2 separate regions of the Arabidopsis thaliana genome follow, and region 1 is linked to region 2. Evidence: chromatin contacts called from public ChIA-PET data. All regions are on one chromosome and are shown on one strand. Each heading gives the region's core, a stretch centred on a gene start, on an enhancer-like site or on the middle of the called end of the contact. The rest is flanking DNA. Distances are from core to core; before and after follow the strand shown. Region 1 holds the start of AT5G19250 (Glycoprotein membrane precursor GPI-anchored). Region 2 holds the start of TBL11 (TRICHOME BIREFRINGENCE-LIKE 11).

The links. ChIA-PET counts read pairs in DNA pulled down with a chosen protein or histone mark.
Region 1: an H3K4me3 ChIA-PET map of shoot shows a contact between it and region 2, with 10 read pairs. The contact joins the promoter of AT5G19250 here to the promoter of TBL11 in region 2. A contact is called at or near these places in 2 of 26 Hi-C or Micro-C datasets (cotyledon and vegetative nucleus) and 1 of 2 datasets of contacts at active chromatin or transcription factors (shoot).

Annotation. Positions count from the first base shown.
Region 1 is chr5:6,470,053-6,474,304 of TAIR10.1, reverse strand. It overlaps AT5G19250 (Glycoprotein membrane precursor GPI-anchored), which reads right to left and starts at 2,478. Exons shown (of 2, transcript NM_121930.5): 1 at 2,241-2,478; 2 at 1,316-2,005. The coding sequence starts at 2,322. The coding sequence ends at 1,497. AT5G19240 (Glycoprotein membrane precursor GPI-anchored) reads right to left here and starts at 4,233. Exons shown (of 2, transcript NM_121929.3): 1 at 4,015-4,233; 2 at 2,669-3,841. The coding sequence starts at 4,096. The coding sequence ends at 3,324.
Region 2 is chr5:6,427,847-6,431,937 of TAIR10.1, reverse strand. It overlaps TBL11 (TRICHOME BIREFRINGENCE-LIKE 11), which reads right to left and starts at 1,452. Exons shown (of 4, transcript NM_121921.4): 1 at 756-1,452; 2 at 192-581; 3 at 1-107. The coding sequence starts at 1,213. AT5G19151 reads right to left here and starts at 3,408. Exons shown (of 2, transcript NM_001125779.2): 1 at 3,204-3,408; 2 at 2,230-2,452. The coding sequence starts at 3,366. The coding sequence ends at 2,391. AT5G19150 (pfkB-like carbohydrate kinase family protein) reads left to right here and starts at 3,484. Exons shown (of 12, transcript NM_203082.1): 1 at 3,484-3,755; 2 at 3,886-3,962; 3 at 4,046-4,091. The coding sequence starts at 3,536.

The sequences.
Region 1 (4,252 bases), core at 1,229-3,728, 41 kb before region 2:
AAAATCTAAAAAAGGAAGAGAAAGAAAAAGTGAGGGTAAGAAAGTAGATACGATTCTCTCCCAATCTCTCTGATATTTTCAGTCATTATATATACGAGAGATCATTAACTTCATTGTTTGTTAGTGAAAAGAAAGTGACGTTTCGAAGACGTATCCTAAACGCAAAATTCACTTGTCGATCTTCTTTTTTTCTTTAAGCGTCGTGTCCGAAAAATAGTCAAGTCCCTCAATCAAAACGCTCCCTCACACTTAGAACACACAAATATAAAGGAAAGGCACAAAATCTAAAAGATAGATTATAGAAATCGAGACAAAATCAAGATTTCAAAAGTGAGAAAGATATTCTTGTTTCTATTTTACAGCTTTGTTTTTTCTTTCTTTCACGTCCATCCAACCAAACTGCACTATGATAAGTGTCAATATGGTTTTACTCTTACATGTGTATCATAATGTTGACTAAAGACTCTACTGATAGATGAATGTGGGCCGGTAAATAGTAAAAACAATAATTGACCAACCTACACTTAATAAAATTACAAAAATCTTGTGGTAGTTTGATAAATGCAATAAATAACAATATATCAACACTATTTTCGCATATATATGAATGTTACATTTATTATATATGTTAGTTTTTGTCTACCATAAAGCCCAATAAACTATGAAAAATCGATAATATATATTTTCATAAAAAGTAGAAGAAGCTGATTGGTTGAGGATGTAACCGTGTATGGGTGCTCTTGTAAGACATTGCATATATTTTGTAACAAAATGAAAACCACATAATAAAAAGGAAAATTTGGACTATGATTAAGAAAAAAAAATCTCTAACCACTGTAAATGTAAATGATTCAAAAATGTTAAAAGCTACTCTACCAATCAAATCACCTTGTCTGTGAAGTTAAACACTTTGCCGACAAAATGTCTTACACTTTTAATCTTCATTAATGGGCCTAATTAGTATGGGCCTATTTCTTCGTTTTTACAACATAAGGGCCTATTTCACATGATATTTCTGCCGTCGGTCTACTGCAACAAAATCACATGCTCCTTGAGTCCTTTCACGCCTCGGCTGGTTCGGCCTCAGCTGGGCCTTATTTCAAAACTGTTACATATTTCATGTTTTTTTTTCTTCTTAAAAATGCTATAAATTATATCAACCAGCTAAATCAAGTACATTATAAACCAAAAATATTTGTTTATACATGTACACTTCAACGTGAGCATGAACTAGTTTTGATGATGAACTCCTTAATAACCATTTCTTTAAGAATATTGGGTTTCAAGAAGAGAAACCTCAACTAAATCCTAATTAATTTGTTGAGAATCTTTAGATGGTACATTTGTCAACAAACAAAGTTTATAAGAAGCAGAAACTTAATGATAATATTGTTATTCTCTTTAATGCCTTACGAATTCATACAAATCACCATAATAACAACATAAATAAGAAACAAAGACAGCGAGGTAGTTTAGATAAACACCAAAAAAGGGACTCAAAACATGAAGAAGCAAAAGAGAAGAAACATCAAACTTGAAGAAACAAGGCCATTAACTCCGAACGCGAAAGCTCCTGAGTTAGAGGCCGGAGAATAGCTACCCTCCGGTGTGCTAGTAGTGAGGACAACAACAATCCAATTATCATCAGAACCAATACCAATACCAGTGAACTTAGAATCATTCAGGTCCTTGGAGTACTGTGACATTGTGAAATTGGTCAAGACAAGGCTAGGATCAAGGTTGGGAACACAAGCTGGCAAAATCGCACCGTCTCTAGTTACGGTAGGGTTGAGGCGGCATTTTGAGAGGAGGTTAGGCAAGTTTGGGAATCCAGGTGTGGTTCCAGGGACAGAGGCTGAGCCAGTGGTGTTTGTGCAAGGTTGGTTCTTGAATTGGTCTGCGATTTCGTCTGCTAGACATTCTGCGTTGTGGTTGTGTATTAAGGTTGTTAGGTTTAGTGATGCTCTGTAACTGTTGATGCCTGTAAGAAGAACATCTTCTTCATCTGTGTATATCAAAAAGAAAACAGAACACACACAAAAATCAAGATCCGATTCAAAAAGATTCGAAACAGAACAGAACACACAATGACACACAAATCAAGAACCGAACTAAGCTTGAATTAAGAAGATTCAACGATTTCAGACCAGATCTAGGTAAACAAATTACGATCGATAGAGTTCAAGAACCTAAATTGAATAACCAAGAAGACATTGACGGGAAATGAGAGAGTTAATTACCGGCGGTGTCGGAAAGAACAAGAGGATGAAGGGAGAGAAAGACTGAGAGAAGGAAGAGTAGATGGAGCTTGGAGATCGCCATTGATGCAGAGAAGTTCTTCTTCTTTACTTCTTTTATGATCTTTTGGTGATGATGAATCTTTTCTCTCTATTATTTATGAGATTTTTTAGTTGTTTCGCCTTGACTCTTCAAAGTCGTTTGCTTTGTTTTTTTCTTTTTCTTCTTTAGTTAGTTCTTGTCCACTCGTTTTGATACACGTAGACAATTAACTAACTTACCAAACGCGGTCGTTTTAATTGGATATATTTTTCTTCATTTAAATTTAAGTGTGTAATTATGACCATTTATACTTGATATTGATATGAATATATGGATAGAAGTTTTACCACATTTTTTTTTCACAACCATATACAAAACATTTATTCCTCGTTTATTTATTTTTTCAGAAATACAAATAAATTCAGCAAAGACTTTTAAGTTTTAACTCTTTTTTTTCTTACACCATATTCATCAATTATACTTGCATGGCATGAGACGACAAGAAGATTCTAAATTGGGAAAGTATATCTATATATCATAAATAAAAAAAGCTTAACACTATTTTCTCCGGCAATTTTGAATTTTCCTGATACAAGTCTCCAGTAGGATATGTCATTGCAAGACAGATCAAGACAAAAGATCAATTTCTTAAAATTATGAATACAAAATGATAACTGGTGGTGTATGTGACTTGATGAAGACAGGGTGGACCAAATCCTTCCAAAAATCAACTAAAATGTAATTCCATGCAACACTCTCCTCTTCTCTTTTATCTCCCCCTCTCTGCCTACGCGGCTCCACGGGGCTTGACTAGGCACGTTTAGCTGCTAGGAGTCCATATTCTTAGGGACATTGGCGGTTCATTCCTGTTTGTATGGGTTTTGCGGGCTTATAAAAGGGTTTTCTTATTTACTCAACTCACACACACTTGGTAAGAGGAAACTTTATAAGAAAGGCGATTTGCTCCAATTAATATATTGTTATTCTCTCTTTAATTGATTGCCACACGAATTTATTAAAAATTTCACCATAATCACGTCATATTAAGAAAACAAAGACAACGAGTTGTGACTCAAAACATGAAGAAACATCAAACTTGAAGAAACAAGGCCATTAACTCCGAATGCAAAAGCTCCTGAGTTAGAATAGCTACCCCCTGGTGTGTTTGTAGTGAGGACGGTAACAAGCCAAATACCATCAGAATCAATACCAACTCCAGCTCCAGTGAACTTAGAATCATTCAGGTTCTTTGTTAAGACATTGGCGAAACTGCTCAAGTCAGGGGTCGAATGATGCTTAGGAGCACAAACTTGCAATATCAAACCGTCTCTGGTTACGTTTGTGTTGAGGCGGCATTTAGCGAGGAGGTTAGGGAAATTTGGGATTCCAGGATCTGTTCCAGGGACTGAAGCTGAGCCAGTGGTGTTTGTGCAGGGTTGGTTCTGTAATTGGTCTACGACTTCGTCTGCTAGACATTCTGCGTTTTTGTTCTTTTTTAGGTTTGTGAGGTTTACTGATTCTCTGTATTGGTTGAATACTGTAAATAGAAGGTTTTCTCCATCTGTGGATATCAAAAACAGAACACCGAAAGTATAGTTTAGTTAACAACGTAATCGCCATTGATCAAGATCTAGGCTTGAATGAAACAAGATTTGACGATTTTCAGACTAGAACTAGATCAAGAAACCTAAATTGAAAAATCTAGAAGATCTTGGTCGGAATGAGAGAGTTTACCGGTGTTGGAAAGAACAGGACGATGAAGAGAGAGAAAGACTGAGAGAAGAAAGAGTACTAGATGGAGCTTGGAAATCGCCATTGATGCAGAGGCACTTTTAGCTTTAGGTTTGCTGATGATACTTGGCGATGAATCTTCACTTATTTATTAGAGAATTTGGCTCCTTTTCGCTTGACTATTCAAAGTCGTTGCTTCGGTTTAGTTCTTATTGTCCACTCGATTTGATGCCGCGTAGAC
Region 2 (4,091 bases), core at 203-2,702:
CAACCTCTTCTTGTATCCATTTCATTACAGTCTTCATAGCTCGTCTATACGCATGCTCTATCTTCATTCTCATTCTTACTTTTTCTCCTTCTTGAAAGTAACAACCTCTGCAGTAACAAATTCAAGTTCAGTCAAGGAACCAAACCAATCTGATTAATATTTAGAATGTTAACAAGAAGAAAGAAGCTAACCCGCGAATAGTTTTCTCATAGTTCCACCAATGACCCGTGTTAAACACTAATATATCCGCATCTCTCCACTTATCAGCAGTCCATTCCATCGTCTCTAGCTTAAGAGTGGTCTTTACCTTCTCTGGTGATCCTTCAGGTGGCCGGCTTTGAAGAACCAAAAACGGTGCTCTATAGTATTCAACAGTGCAATTGTAGTCATGAAACCTGAACACAAAGAAGCCCATGTGCTTTGTGATGGGTCTATTGTTCACTTCATAAACCAAATTCTTGTTACTGATTGCAGAAGCTAGCATACAAAGAAGAGACTCCCATTGGTTTCTTCCAATTGAGTCTCCTACAAACACTAGCCGCTTGTTCCTTAGCTTCTCCAACATCAACTTAGCATCAAATCTGATACATTCCATAACAAAAATGAGTAAGCTTTAAGTAACTGAATTCAAAAGTAACACATATGGTTCTAAAGTTCTTCCTCCTAACTTACTCTACTCATGCCATACAATATTTCCTAAACATAACATTTCTAATCCCAGAACATCAAACAAAGAGAGAAAATGAAACATTTACCTGGGCAAATCACAATGGTTAGGTTGCCATCTCCACTTAGTATAGAACAAATCAGGTCTCCCAAACTCAGTGCATCTGAATCCTTCATCAATAAAGGTACAATCTTTAGACTGATACAAGGGATACGATTCGTCCCAAACCCATTTCCCATTGAACAAATCACAACCATTCCCACTCTCTTCAAGAAACCCAACTTTGGTGTTGTTAACTTCAAACCCATCGAGCTCCTTGAGCCAAAGGAATCTCTCCGATTGATCCGAAAAGTCATGACTTTTAGTTTTAGCCACGGTTCTGTAATCGAGGTAGAAGAAGCTGAAGACTAAACACAAACCCACCAAGAAAAAACCCAAGACTCCTAGTGATGGCTCGAACACGAGCCTTAAACGCTTGAATCTCTTTATTACTACTTCAGAGATTGGCATGGCTTCATCTTCTTCCTGAGATGGGTTCTTCGACATCTTTGAGGTTTTAAGAAGAAGCTTCAGAAGTTGCTAACTTTATTAATATCTGAGTAGAAAAAAGTAAGCTGAAAGAGACAGCTTTACTTGGTATATTAGATTCGTCAAACTAGTATATGTATTAGCGAACAAATACAAATCCAAAGGTGTAATTAGCTTAAGATTTTCGGTTTCAAAATCTAAAAGAGAAGAGTCTCAACTTTTTTCTTGACCGTCTTGTTTCGTAAAGGGAGAGACTTGGAGAGTGTGAATCGTGGGGTCCTTTTAAGTGGCGGGTCCCGTAGATCCAAACTTGTCACACGCGCGATCATGGCGCGTGACAAAATTAGTGGGGCTAAAGACGGCGTAGCTTTTAGTTACTTTTTAGTGCGCATTAAAACGGTTAAGGCGTTTGGTTCATGCACCGAAAATAGCGTTTTAGTCCAAAAATGTGTATATGTGACTGATGAGTAATTAGATGGAGGAATATTCTAATGAGTAAAGAAGAGTAATTAGATTAATGAAGGACGAGAGTCCGACTTAAAGCCGTCCATGGCGGAGATTAGCATGAACACATCACATGTTATTTGTCTAGGGACAAGATTCAATGAAAGTCAGAGAGTGAGAACCGAGAAAAGGTTGCGTACCGGTCAAGATCAAATTAGTACCTTTAATTGTCATATTAGACTCCCAAGGTCGTTAAAACGCTTTGTTTAAATAATGTCAAGAGAAATTTGTTTAATGATTTGGTCCGACTCTAAAACCAAGTACTAGTAGCAGTGTAAGAGAGGATGGATCTCAGATACGTTGTTGCTTCCTCTTGTGCTTCCAGCCACAGTTCAACTTCAGCCAATGAACTTTGATTGAGAGAGCAGTCACAATGGCCTTTGTTTGTGATTTGCATCTGGTAATGGAGCTCACGATTGTTCAAGGTTTGCATCAGTGAAGCCATTTTCTTACAGACCAGAGATTGTTTTAGGTTGTTTATAAAGGATGGTTCTTAAACACTAGTGTTTTGTAACTTCAAACTGATTAAGGCAATCGGTACTATACTGAGATATGATTTTGAGTGATTGATAAAAACAGGCCATGGTTGATAGTTAACAGATTGAACTTACGGTTGATTAAGAAGAAAATTTTGATAAGGTTCTTCTTCCTTACACACTTTGATATGTCTGTATTGAAACCGATTATAAGACTACCTTTTCTCCTCCCACCCCTCGACATTGCTATTGTCCCACCTCGCTTCTTCTTGTTCATCTACAAGATCAGATAGTAAGAACAACATTAATAAACACTCAAAGTTCTGTAAGTTAGAACTTTTAAGACTATGGATTCCGCAACGACTAAGAACATAAGGGTTCATCCACAAGATAGAGAGTAAGAAAAACATAGCGAACACTCAAAGTTCTATCATGGATTATGCAATGACTAAGAACATAAAGGGCTCAATGCTCATTGATCCAAGAAAACACACTATTTAGTAACAAACTGAAAGAGAAAGAGTTTTCAGTTCAGAGAAACTCTAAACGGCCAATCATCTTCTCGTATCAGCACCCTGCAACTCATGTTTTCACTAATCACACATTTACGTGAATCACAATTTATGTTCTAGCATTATGCGATTTTTCTCCATAAATGATTCCTACCAATCCACTCCATAAATTTATTTCTGCAATCATACATTGTAACCAATCGGAACCTGAAGCAAGATCTCAGGACTGTAGAGTAAAAAGATTGAAACTTTCTATTGTACTAGTGCCAATTCTCGAAAACTTTAACTTGAATCCGAACAAAGACAGGTTTTGAATTACTAAAACGGTAAAACCAGATTAGCATCTTCACAAAAATCTCTAACGCATCATGATATTGGTCGAGACACATTGGTAACTTCCAAAGTCAAATAGATAATCCATCAATCGCTCACAGCATAAATCTATCTCTTCTGAAATGAAACAGAAGCAGAACAATTAAGAGCAAGCGATTGAGAGAGAGAGAGATAACACAAGACCTTGTTGTTGATGTTGTTGAGAAGACTGAAGAGATCTTTCGTATTGTTCAGCCTTTTCAAGGAAAGGCTTGTAACCAAGCTCCAGTGACAAGTAACCAAAGGCCAATGATCCCAACACCACCACCGATGATCGAATCGCGTTGTCCATCACCGTCCGCTTCATCTTCTTCCTCTCTGTCTGAAACCTCCGACTCTGAAAAAGTTTGCTTTTTTTTTCCTCTTTCCTATAAAATAATTAAATAAAAACGAAACCTTCTTAACCAAACAGAGAGTTCACTTCTCGGTGCTGTATCGGAAGCGGTGGCTTTCTCGGCCCTCAACGAGAGAATCTGATGTTGGTGAAGCCCAGTATCATCTCTGGCTTGGTACGATTGACTTCTCATTCACCTTCTTCTTCTTCAAGTGTGCTCAGAAGGCAAGAGTTCTTGGTACGAACGCTTTGTGGGTCACCAATCATCAGAGCAATGAGTTCCACATCAGAGGCCGACGCTGAGAGTGTTCTTAGAACCGTGACGCCATCGCTCGATCTCAAACGACACAAAGGCCAAGCTGGTTAGTGCTTGCTCTATTCAATTGTGTCATCAGAAATTTATCAAATTCGAAACTTTAGGATTTTAAAGTTTGAGTTTTTTCAGGTTACTTTGATGTTTTAGCTCATGTGTTGGAATTGATCTTGTGTCAGGGAAGATAGCTGTGATTGGAGGATGTCGTGAATACACAGGAGCTCCATACTTCGCTGCCATTTCAGCTTTGAAAATCGTTAGTAGTTTCGTTTTCTATTAGCCATCACTGCTTCTGTCTACATAAAAGTGAAGAGTGGTTTCATATCTGTAAAACTGTAGGGTGCTGATTTGTCTCATGTATTCTGCACGAAAGATGCAGCTCCTG